Linked DNA regions of Rattus norvegicus: region 1 is linked to region 2. Evidence: chromatin contacts called from public Hi-C data. All regions are on one chromosome and are shown on one strand. Each heading gives the region's core, a stretch centred on a gene start, on an enhancer-like site or on the middle of the called end of the contact. The rest is flanking DNA. Distances are from core to core; before and after follow the strand shown.

Region 1 (5,193 bases), core at 537-3,036, 53 kb before region 2:
GGGCAGCCTATCTTCCCCCAAAATAAGACTGTCTCTAAACACTTTTCTACATACACAATGCCTGACTACCAGAGGTCCAAAATCTACATTGTATTATCAGTAAAGGAGTAGGGACCTTTGTTTTACAGTTACTTTAGAATCTCACACTCCTAGAACACTGCATGGCACAAAGCAGGCCTCAGTAAATCTACTCAAAACCTGAAATGGGTCCACTCTTAGAAGCACTCCTCAACCTGCTCCAAGAACTTACAAACCCCACTGGGTGCTTCCACTGGGGAACTAGACTTGATCTCCAAAGGTAACTATTAATAAACTAAAAAAACCACCCTAGCTAGGGATGGCATATGCCTTTAAACCAGGCAGGGATCTGTGGGTTTCAGGACAGCTTGGTGTACAGAGAGACCATGTCTCAAAAATCCAAAACCCTATTAACCAAACCACCCGAAGAGAATGTCATCATGCAGGAATCCACAACTTTGGTGAAAAGCCACACTAAGAGTTGAATTCCTTAGCTGCGCAGATTCAGAGTAGTTCCAATTTAATTTTACTTTTAACTAAGTATATGTATGTGGGTAAATGCTCATGTAAATAACCCATGGAGGCCAAAGGAATGGGATTGCTGGGAGCTGGAATTACTGATTATGAACCATACATACGACCTGGGCTCTCAGAACTTGGGTCCTCCTTCAAGAGCTGTATATGCTTTCTCTCCAGCCCCAAAGGCAATTTCTTTAAACTGACCAAAATCTACATCCTCTTTCCTGGGGATTATTCCACATTCCATTGTGGTGACCCTCCAGTCCCGCTGTTCATTTACAATCACCCGAAGGTTGCAGAGATCCCTCCAAGAAGACATCTTTAATCACTCTGGGATGGCAGGCCACGACCATTGTCAAGCTTTCCTAGTAGTTCCAAATGCCACCAAGTTTGAAAACTCCCTCTACACTGAGCTCCAACCCTGAGCCCCTCCCCCACGCCCCCAGGCCCTATGCAAAAAGGGTCTCATTTTTATTCTCCCACCAAATTTCTTCTCGACACCCCTCATAGCCACGTGCAAGGGACTTCACCGTTTGCCAGACGTCGCTGCCACGTACCTTCACGCTACAAGCTTCCTTCCGCAGAGAAGCCATTTCTTCTAGGGAGGAGTGGGCAGGGTGCAGAGAGGATCCTTTGGACGTAAGTAATCTGCGAGGGCTCGCAGACAGGAAGCCAGGGGATGCGGCCCCACCCGCACCTGAGCCCGAAGAAAGAGAGGACAACGAAGAGGAAGAGGAGGTGCGGCGACGGGCTGAGCTCCGAGGCGCGCGGGCCACATCGTCCCCGCGCCGGACTTTCAGACGCTGGGGGCTGCTGGCCCCTCGAGGACGCGACGCAAACCTGCGACCTGGCCGGCTGGAGGGGGCCACATTGCGGGGCTCCCGGGGGCGGCTGCGCTTGCTGGGACACCCTTCCGACGTGCTGCCCCAGTGATACTTGACCTTGCGCCGTTCCGACGCCATGGGCACCTGCCAGGAACAGAGGGACAAGGATTGTAGCAGCAGCCTTCGCGGCTGCTCACCTCGCACCACCAGGAAGCCGCTAGGGCAATGGCGAGGATCGGCCCCACTGACCTTTCCCGTTCCTGTCGTCTGCCCATCCCAGTGCTGCGGGCTTCAGGGACGCCACACCGCTCCGAGAAGCGCCCACGGGCCGAGCGCCGAACCCGAACGACGCGCAGCCGAAGTCGGCAAGCGCAGCTGTCAACACCGCGCCACTCCCGAGACGCCGAGGCGCTTCCGGAGCAGCGGGCAACCTTCCGAAGCCCCTCGCGGGGGGCCGAGCGCGTGCGAAGCCGCCCTTTGGGCTGCACGCGCCCGCAGGCCCCGGACGCCAAGGGCGGGCCGCGGGCGGGGTGGCCGCTCGGCTCCCGCCGCCCCGTCCCGCCCCGGGCCTGAGGGAGCCACTGGCCTCCGGAGCCGCGCGCCGGAAGTCACCTCAGCTAGTCCAGCTGACCCGGCCCAGCGCCTCACCGCGCCCTCACCCAAGGCCTCGCCCCGCCGCCTACTCCGCAGCCTCAGCGTAAGCTCCGCTGAACCTGCCTTGGGGCCGGCGTGCGGCAGGGGCGGAGCCAGAGCCAGGGACAGCGCCTATTGCTCCAAAGGGAGAGGGGCGTAACTCAGGACAAGACGCAGCGCGCCTGTTGGTCCAACGTTCTGGGGCGTGCCCCTACGCCTCACGAAGCTCACTAGTTGGTTAGGAGCGATGTGGGGCGGTGCTTCTCACGTGGCCCTAGAGCAGCGCGAAGGGCCTGCTGGGGACGCCGGGGAGCCGAAAACACTGCTGCAGGGCCATTGGGTGGGCCCTTGGTACCGGACGCGCGTGCCAGGCCTTGTCACCTTTTTTTTTTTTTTTTTTTTTTTTTTTACAATACAGGAAACTGGTTCTGTAAAAAAACCAAGTGACACACCCAGAAAGTGACGAAATTGGGGTTAGAAGTCACGAGCCATCACACACACACACACACACACACACACACACACACACACACACACACACACACACACGCACGCGCGCGCGCGCACACACACACCCCAGAACCAGTCCTGCTGGATAGACCTGTAAAGCCAACTGCTCAGGAAGAAGAGGCAGAAGAATTGTCAAATTCAAGTCCAGCCTAGACATTTTAGACCCTGCCTACAACGAAAAAAAAATGTTAATGGGGTTTGGGGATCAGGGAGGAGCATGAAGGAGCCATGGTGGCTCACATCTATAATTCCATTTGGGTAGCTGAGGCTGGGGAACTGCTATGAGTTGGAAGCCAATTTGGGATAGCTTGAGTTCCAGATCAACCTAGGCTTCCGAGTGAGACTACTTCTAGAAATAAAAAGTAATACCAACTTGTAATCCCACATCTAGGCAGGCATAGGCCAGAGGATCCAGAGTTTTTTTTTTTGTTCCCCCCCCCCCCCCCCCCCCGGAGCTGGGGACCGAACCCAGGGCCTTGCGCTTCCTAGGCAAGCGCTCTACCATTGAGCTAAATCCCCAACCCCCGGATCCAGAGTTTAAGGTCACCTCCAAACTACTTGAGACCCTGTTTCAAACCTTCCCACACCAACCCCAGAAAAGGTAATGATTGCAGCACTTAGAGCACTTAGAGGAGAAGCAAGTTTCTGATCCTTATCACCAAATAAACCAGGTGTCACACAAGCCTGTTTGATATCCCGGCCCTCTGAAGGTATCGGAGGGGAGGATCAGGAATTCCAGGCCAGCTTGTGGTACATAAAACGCCCCACCCACAACCAAAAAAGTAAAGGGGAAGAGTATGTCACACTACTTAAGAGTAAACCCATCATTCTCAGAGAGCTCATGGGCTGATGGCTATGGTGACAAGAACAAAAGGCTCTCCAAACGCAGCTGGCTTTTTTCTTTTTCTTTTTTTTTTTAATTATTCAATGCAGGAGCCCAGCCCATGGAATAAGCACCTCCCATACTCAGAAAGAGTCTTCTGTCCTCTGTTAATCTTCCCTGTAAACTCCCTCATAGTCACAACCAGAGCATATCTAGCTCCTAGGCGGTTGTTAACCCAAGTTGACAGTGAAGATTAACCATCCCAGAAGCCAACTCTATTTGTGGGGTTTTTATTTTCTTTTTGGTTTTTTTGGGGGGTGGGTAGGTGGAGGGATGGTTGTTTTGGTTTGATTTGATTTTTTCAAGACAGACTCTGTGTAGCCTTGGCTGTCCTGGAACTAGTTTTGCAGACCAAGCTGGTCTCAAACTCATAGAAATCGGACTGCCTCTGCCTCCCAAGTGCTGGGATTAGAAGCAGGTGTGCTGCCACCACCACCTAGAAACCATCACTATTGTAACAGTAAAAATGGAAGCAACTTTAATATCCTTGAAGGGTTATACAAAGTGCCTCACCCCTCCGCAGTGGTGACACTGCTGATAAAACCCTCCCTAAACTGACAATGTCCTAAATCAACTGCCACAACCATGAAGTCTTAAGTTCAAATACCAGGGCCCACATAAAAGCTGGCTGTACAGCAAGGGTATATATACAATCTAAACACTTCCAAACAGACAGAGACGGGCCAGCTAGCCTTGTGTAACAGCAAAATAAATAAATAAATAAATAAATAAATAAATAAATAACCTCGTGGAAGGATTGGAAACCCAAATCATCTCCTGAGCTCCATAAGCACCTGGTTGTGTGCACACCCCATTCACAGGCATAAATGGACACACACACATTGTATAAACAATAAATATAGAAATAAAAGCAAAAGCAAGAGTCCTTGAGTCAAACACGTTCAGTATACAAATTCACCCAGACACAAAAGTAATTATAAGACATCTGCTAGATAACAAACATTTTTATTTTGTCACTATAGTGGAATTATTTTTAAATAGTGAATTAGAAATAGTTTCTTTTACAAAAAAGGTTTGCAACATGACTTTTCAAAAATATATTCACTTCATAAACATTTTCTACAGGGCAGAAACATGAACTAAATACCTTTTACTTAATTTATAAAACAGAACAGATACATTTTCAAAGTGCTTCTATAGCCACTGCACCTCACCTCCCAAAAGCTGAATAGAACAGCTCTGAATAGAAGAGGGGTCATCTTACAAGGAAACTGAGTTACCGCCACTGAGTGACTGACTTTACTAGCAGCAGAATCAAACATGAGACTGTTTCTCATGCTTCTTCACCTAGTTATAAATAACATACAACCTCGGAGTCTTCATTAAAATAAACATAGGTATGACAGGAGGGCGAAGGTGAAAAGCAAGCAGTTCCCAAATACCAGTGGCTTACAAGATCTCCAACTGAAGGAGTAAGCCTAAGGAGTCCTTTGCCAACTGTCTTGCCTCTGTAGTCCTGAACTTGAGAGATGAGTCAAGCATTGCTGAGACACTGGCTGAAGGTCTTTTAAGAAGTGGAAATTTGTAGAAAACTGTCTGCAAATATGACTGACAGATGATAACTCTGGAAAACACCATGGGTGCTATACCCCTTTGTCCGTTGTGGAGGAATAAAAGCTTTTGGGGCAAGCATCTCTTAGGGTGGTAATCAACACGGGCTCTCTGGAACCACAAAACCACCCAAATCCTTGGGTCACGTACAAGATGTTCCACTTCATAGCCCTCTGACTAAGCAGTCTCAAAGAGGAGGAGTACTTCCTGGAGTTTGGTGTCTGTGTAAGTTGA
Region 2 (5,877 bases), core at 2,360-4,859:
CTGGCCCTCAGGGAATGGGGATGAGGAATAGTGATCTGCACATCTCAGAACAGGACAGGATCAGTTCCAGCCAGTTCTAAAGAGTTGTGAGCCCTGTCCAGTCTGAGGGAAGGACCTGGAAGGAGACTGGAATGAGACTGGGAAGTCAAGTACAGAGAACAGAGACAGAAGCCAGGGGAAAGCCATGGCCACCAGGTAGAGGTTTGGTTTGTGAGACAATTTCTGGGAACGCAGAAGCAGGCCTGCTTGGAACAGGCGCCTCCTATTTAAGCCCCAAAAGGGAAAGCTGTTGTATGTTAACCATAGGTTCCCACGCACAGTAAGTCCTAGTTACCTGGTGGCTGAAGAGTAGACATAGTCCCAGGGTAGCCCCAAAAGCCCATGTGTGCAGCAGCTCTGAGGCTGGGGCTCTTGAATCCCTATCCTCGCTCTAAAAGAAAGTGTAGGGTCATCCAGGCAAGTTCGCACCCTGGGTCTGCTGGCAAAGAAGGCAGCCATTCCCATCCCCACATGGGTCAACCTCAGAGCCCACATGGGGTCTTCACACGTCTCAGGTACTCCATGTTTCTTTTCTGTAGAACTGGAGTTGGAAGTCAGGGTCTACACATGCTACGTAGTGCTCTCTCTTGAGCTGCGTCCCCAGCCCCCCTTCCAGGATGTTCTCCTGGACCAGCCGTCCCTGACCACAGTCCTTGGAGGCTTTCCTACCCCATAACTTTTATCTCTCCATCCATTTATTCTCCCTTCTTTCCTGCTGCTTACTGTCTCCTAAGCGTCTCCCCAGTATTTTTGTTTTTAAAATTTGCGTGTTTGTGCGGAGAGGTACAACTGCCGCAGCACATGTGCAGAGGTCAGAGGTCAACTTTGTGGCATCTCTCCTTCCACCCTGCGGGACCCAGAGATCCAGCTTGGGTCACGAGGCCTCAGCGACATGTGCCCTTACTCCCTGGCCTCCAATATTTTTTAAATTTCAAATGAAAGTTTTTAGATCCGTGGCTAGTCAGTGTTTCTCCTGATAAACCCAGGGCCAAGTATAACACATAGTAGGCCTGTTATATCTGGGAAATAAATGACTCGGTGTGTGAGCTTTAACCTGGGAAAAAAGAAGGGTCCTAGCATTGAGGTGAAACCCAGTGGCAGACAGTTCACCTGGGCCCACTCAGTTCCACCCACTGTACTGACAAAAGATCGATAATGTCTTTTCAGACACACAGCCCTCGCTGAGAGACTCCCCTGGGGACAGATGGTTACTCACAGCTCAGGACAATCTGGGCAGCTCGGTAGAGTTCCAGGTGACACAGGAGGTCCACCAGCTGCTGGACAGTGGCCTGCCGCATGGACCACCACCACAGCAGCTCCCGGGTGATGCTCACCCCCTGAACCCTCTCCATGGACTTGATCTTCCTCAGCTGTGTCAGGTCTGTGATCACATAGGAAGCTGGAAGGCAAGAGAGGATTCCGCTTAGAGCTGGAGGCACTGCCTCAAGGGAGAGTCACTGTTCCTCCCTGTCAACGTGGCTACTACATCCCAGAAGGATGAAGATCTTAGGAGTTTGGGAGCCATGAACCTCTGTAGTTTTTTTGCCTGGAATGGTCTCTTCCCCAGCATAAGCCTCGGTGGGGAGCAGGACCCCAGCAAGTGTCCCCATCACTGCTGCCTCTCAAATGGAGAAACTGGCTGGCTCAGGGCAGCAGGGTAGGATGCAGAGGAGTGGAGGGCAGCAAGGTAGGGAAGCCCTAAGCCTTAGGGATGCCCTCCCTGTTCTTGCAGGACCCCAACAAGTGTCCCCAGATGTTGTTCCCTGAGCCCCTGGCTCACTAAGTCTCAACCCTGGTCGGAAAAACTAGCATGTCTATGATCGATGAGTGACAAATGGTAGAACTGTCACAGGAACCAAGACGGCCCACGGGGTTGGCGCCATGCTAACTCTGAAGCTCGGGGAAGAACTGCAAGGAACTATGTTGGCAATAATACTACGCTCCCCTTCTCTTACCTTGTTTTTGATACAAGGTCTTGCTGTGCAGTCCAGAGCAGCCTCCAATATTCTTATTTTTTGGTATAAAATAGATGGAAAAGACACACTGTATCCCACCCTCCCAGGCCAACTCCACCAAGCTAAGTCCTCTAGTCCTTCACACGGGTGCTGGCTTTTTCTTTTCTTTTCTTTTCTTTTTTTCTTTTTTTTCCGGAGCTGGGGACCGAACCCAGGGCCTTGCACTTGCTAGGCAAGCGCTCTACCGCTGAGCTAAATCCCCAATCCCAGGTGCTGGCTTTACACAGAATTTGATGGACAATAGTTAAGGCCTCTTCTATTTATTAATGCTGTAGTTCAAGCTTCTCCCAGTTGATCCAGGCGCCTCATAAATGGCTACTTTGTAGTTGCATTACTGTTTGCCAAGCTTGATGGTGAATGCCTTTAATACTAACGCCCTGGAAGCAGAGGCAAGAGGTCTTCAGTGAATTTGAGGCCACCCTGGTCTACATAGTGAGTTCCAGGCCAACTTGGACTACATAGTAAGACCCTGTCTTAATTTTTTTTTTATCAAAAAACATTAATTTTATTATTGTTTTTATTGGCATGGTGCTGGGTACTGAACCCAGAGACTCATCCTGTATAACCTCACTCTGAGCTTTGCTGTCTAACCCATAAGGAATTTGTCAGTTTGAGTGAATGAACTTTTGTGTTTTGAAGAACTAGGGCTCAAAACTAGGGCCTCATGCATGCTAAACCACTGAGCCACACTCCCAGCTCTTAAATGGCATTTTTTAGTTGTTACATAGTATCCCACTGATTGGGTTTGTTTGTTTGTTTGTTTGTTTTGAGATAGGGTCTCACTCTATAGAACAAGCTGGCCTTGAACTCTCAGGAATCTGCCTTCTCCTAGCTCAAGTGCTAGAATTAAATGCATGACCCACCACGACCAGCCTTGCCACTTAGTTTATTGACATAGGAAAGCATGAGAGAGAGAGAGAGACTTCAAGGCGGCATGAAGAAGGAACAGCAGCCAGTGCGTGCGGGAGACCCTCAGCCCCGTCCCCAGGACAGCCAAACAAAACTGAACAAAAATGAGGAGTTAAAAAAGAAAAATCACAGAACAGGAATGTATGTGAACACAGAGTCAGGTGGCTGGGGACTATGAGTGTACTCTGCTGGTGTAGCGCTTGCCTCCCGTGCATGAGGGTCTGGGTTCGAGTCCCAGCACCACCAAAGAAAAATGCCATTAAGCATTAAACACCAGACCAGGATGAGCTCTAGAGTAAACTGCTAACTCCAAAGCTCCACGGAGCTTTTCTGTTTGGAGTATGAGCTTGGGAGGACAGAGCCGGGAACAGGAAGAGCTAAGAACTCTGTAGGACTACGGAAGCCATCAGAGCCCAGATAAACACAACAGTCCATACACTGTCAGTCCCCTCTGGATAAATGAGGAAGGACCATATCATTCTCCCTCAGAGAGAGTCGCCAGAAGTGCCCTGTAGGAATGGAAAGTTCCAGAGTTTCAGTTTTAGTCACTGGAAACTCCACATCAGATTCCTAGCCAGCAGGAAGTGATTTAAGCAGGCTCAGAGTCCCCTTCCAACTGTTCACAAGGAGCAAAGAGGAACGTGTGACGTCATACCAAAGCTAGCCCAGTAAGGACACTGGCAATAGTGGGGCTCCTACAGCCAGGGCACCAGCCAGAGCTTAGAGCCTCTGTGAATTTCAATTTCCTCCCAAGAGAAACAGGAAGTGAACTCCAGTGTGCCTTTGAAAAGGGACAGTTTAGTTGAAGCCGGTATCTCTTAAGGTACTGATCCATTAGCACTGCACCCAGGGGTAGGACAAGCAGAGATGGAGGGAGGAAGGATCCAGTCACTGACAAGGGCCCCCACTAGGCCATAACTCTTATTAATCTGGTCATTATGGAAGAGAGAAAATCAAAGCCCTACCTAATAGACTCGAGGAACCCTACTGGTTGCTTTCAGGCAACTCAATCTTCCAGACTTTCCCATGTGTGGGAATGCTACTCTTCAGGTCTGGTGTCCCACAAAAGGCCCTATGCTAAAGGCTTGGTCCCGTTTAGTACCTGGAGAGGTAGGAACTTTAAGAGATGAGACCCAGAGGGAGTCTCCCCAGTACTCAGAGATGTGCTCTCAGTGGGCTTATGGGAGCCCAGCCCCTTCCATAAAGAGGCTTTGTCATGAGACATTGCCACAGGTGCAACGCAGAATCAAGAGACTACATGCTAAAATCTCCCAAAATGTGCTTTCTTCTTTCTAAGGCTATTGATTCCCTAGGGTGTTAGTCACAGTGCCTGAAAGCTGACAGACACAGCATGTGAGTGAGCAGCCCTGGTTCAAATCCCCCCAGAATTTGCTGTGCATTTAGCAAAGGCCTATCACCTTTCCCAGAGCCTCCGTTTCCTCTTAGACCTCATGGGTGACTCCATGGATACGATGAACTCACTATTCTGGGAGATTTGAAATAGCATTTGGCAATGTGTTATACTCACAGAGAAACCATTATTTCATGTTGATTCCTGAATCCTGGGGAAAGCTTACCCATCTTTTTTTTTTTTTTTTTTGGTTCTTTTTTTCGGAGCTGGGGACCGAACCCAGGGCCTTGCGCTTCCTAGGTAAGCGCTCTACCACTGAGCTAAATCCCCAGCCCCAAGCTTACCCATCTTTAAAGTCCTCCAGAACAGGGGCAGCCCACCCTCCTGAAATGACCCTCCCCAGTGTCATCTGCCCCTCTCCTGACTGGCCAAAGTCATCCTGGTAGGGCAAGGGAAAGCTCTGTATTCCTTCAGCCTCTTAACAGATGAATGGCTCAGAGACACAGTCACTTGCATGAGGTCACACAGCTAGGCAGTACACAAAGGCTGAAATGCGCAGTGAGCAAGGAGAGAGGTGCAGTTAAGGGGCTCCTGCAGGGGTCCCTGTGCACACTCCCAGGTAGATGACACTTAGGAACCCCATTTTACACAGACTCAGACAGATACTACAAGTCTTCTCCCCAAGAGCAACTGAGCGCAGCTCTGACCACAGAGAATCAATCAAAGGCAGATGTCTACCAACTGATCCAAAGGAGTGTGCACAGTTGTGGCTGTGGGTTTTCTAAACCGTGTTAGATTTTCCCACACTCCCACACAGTCTCTCCCAGGACCACAGCACAAGATCACTTTTGCTAGACTGACTCAGCAGCCTAGACTTCGGAATAGAAGGACAATCCACATTCTCCCTCCTTTGGGGGCCAGGAAAACCAGAGTCCTGAGACCAGTTGCCAGCTGCACAGGGAGGGCTAGCCTTGGCCTCACAGCAGCCTCTGGGCTGAGAAAATGCAGCCACCTAAGGTTGGATCATAGGCAAAGACCAGGTCCAAAGGAAGCCAGTAAGGTAGAGGCAGGGAGGATGAGGGGTGTGTGTGTGTGTGGAGAGAGAGAGAGAGAGAGAGAGAGAGAGAGAGAGAGACTAGAACAAGGGGTACAGCTCATTAATGGTGTACATGCCCAGCATTTGAGAGACCCTTGGTTCCATTTTCATCACTGGAAAAGGGAGGAAGGGAGAATAGGAGAGTAAATGAGAAAAATGGGAGGGGTGGGAGAGAGGCGGGAGGGAGGGGACGGAAGGAAAGTGATTCACAACTCACATACACTACAACATGAACGACCCCTTAAGACTCACTAAATGACAAAGCCATTCATAAAGGACAGTGCACTTGAGATGGTCCCACTCACATAAAATGCTACAACAGAAAACACCTAGAGTGGAGGGGGCAAGGGCTGGGGGAATGTATGGTGTATACAAGAGTGTGTGCGATCATAGCTCTGTGAATGAGTTAAGGGCACTGAGGCGCTCTTTACATGTGTGGATTATGTGATGGTTGATCATGGATTTGT

Evidence for each region. A called contact is a pair of places that touch in the nucleus more often than the background predicts.
Region 1: a Hi-C map of prefrontal cortex shows a contact between it and region 2, with 4 times the contacts expected there. The contact joins the promoter of Tatdn2 here to the enhancer-like site in region 2. A contact is called at or near these places in 11 of 12 Hi-C or Micro-C datasets (the A7r5 cell line, the Rat2 cell line, Schwann cells and 6 more).

The regions. Positions count from the first base shown.
Region 1 is chr4:148,397,353-148,402,545 of GRCr8, reverse strand. It overlaps Tatdn2 (TatD DNase domain containing 2), which reads right to left and starts at 1,786. Exons shown (of 8, transcript NM_001109252.1): 1 at 1,611-1,786; 2 at 1,095-1,505. The coding sequence starts at 1,499. It overlaps Irak2 (interleukin-1 receptor-associated kinase 2), which reads right to left. Exons shown (of 13, transcript NM_001025422.1): 13 at 4,335-5,193.
Region 2 is chr4:148,345,348-148,351,224 of GRCr8, reverse strand. It overlaps Irak2 (interleukin-1 receptor-associated kinase 2), which reads right to left. Exons shown (of 13, transcript NM_001025422.1): 2 at 1,256-1,438. LOC120102364 (a long non-coding RNA gene) reads left to right here. Exons shown (of 3, transcript XR_005503822.2): 1 at 1-554; 2 at 1,207-1,418. Among named protein-coding and RNA genes, the nearest start is that of Irak2, 6.6 kb to the right of the region's middle. Within about 2 kb of position 3,609, at least 45 of the 93 cell types and tissues checked have an H3K27ac peak or open chromatin away from gene starts, as enhancers often do. A contact at or near this core is called in Schwann cells, kidney, liver and 1 more, where this site is marked.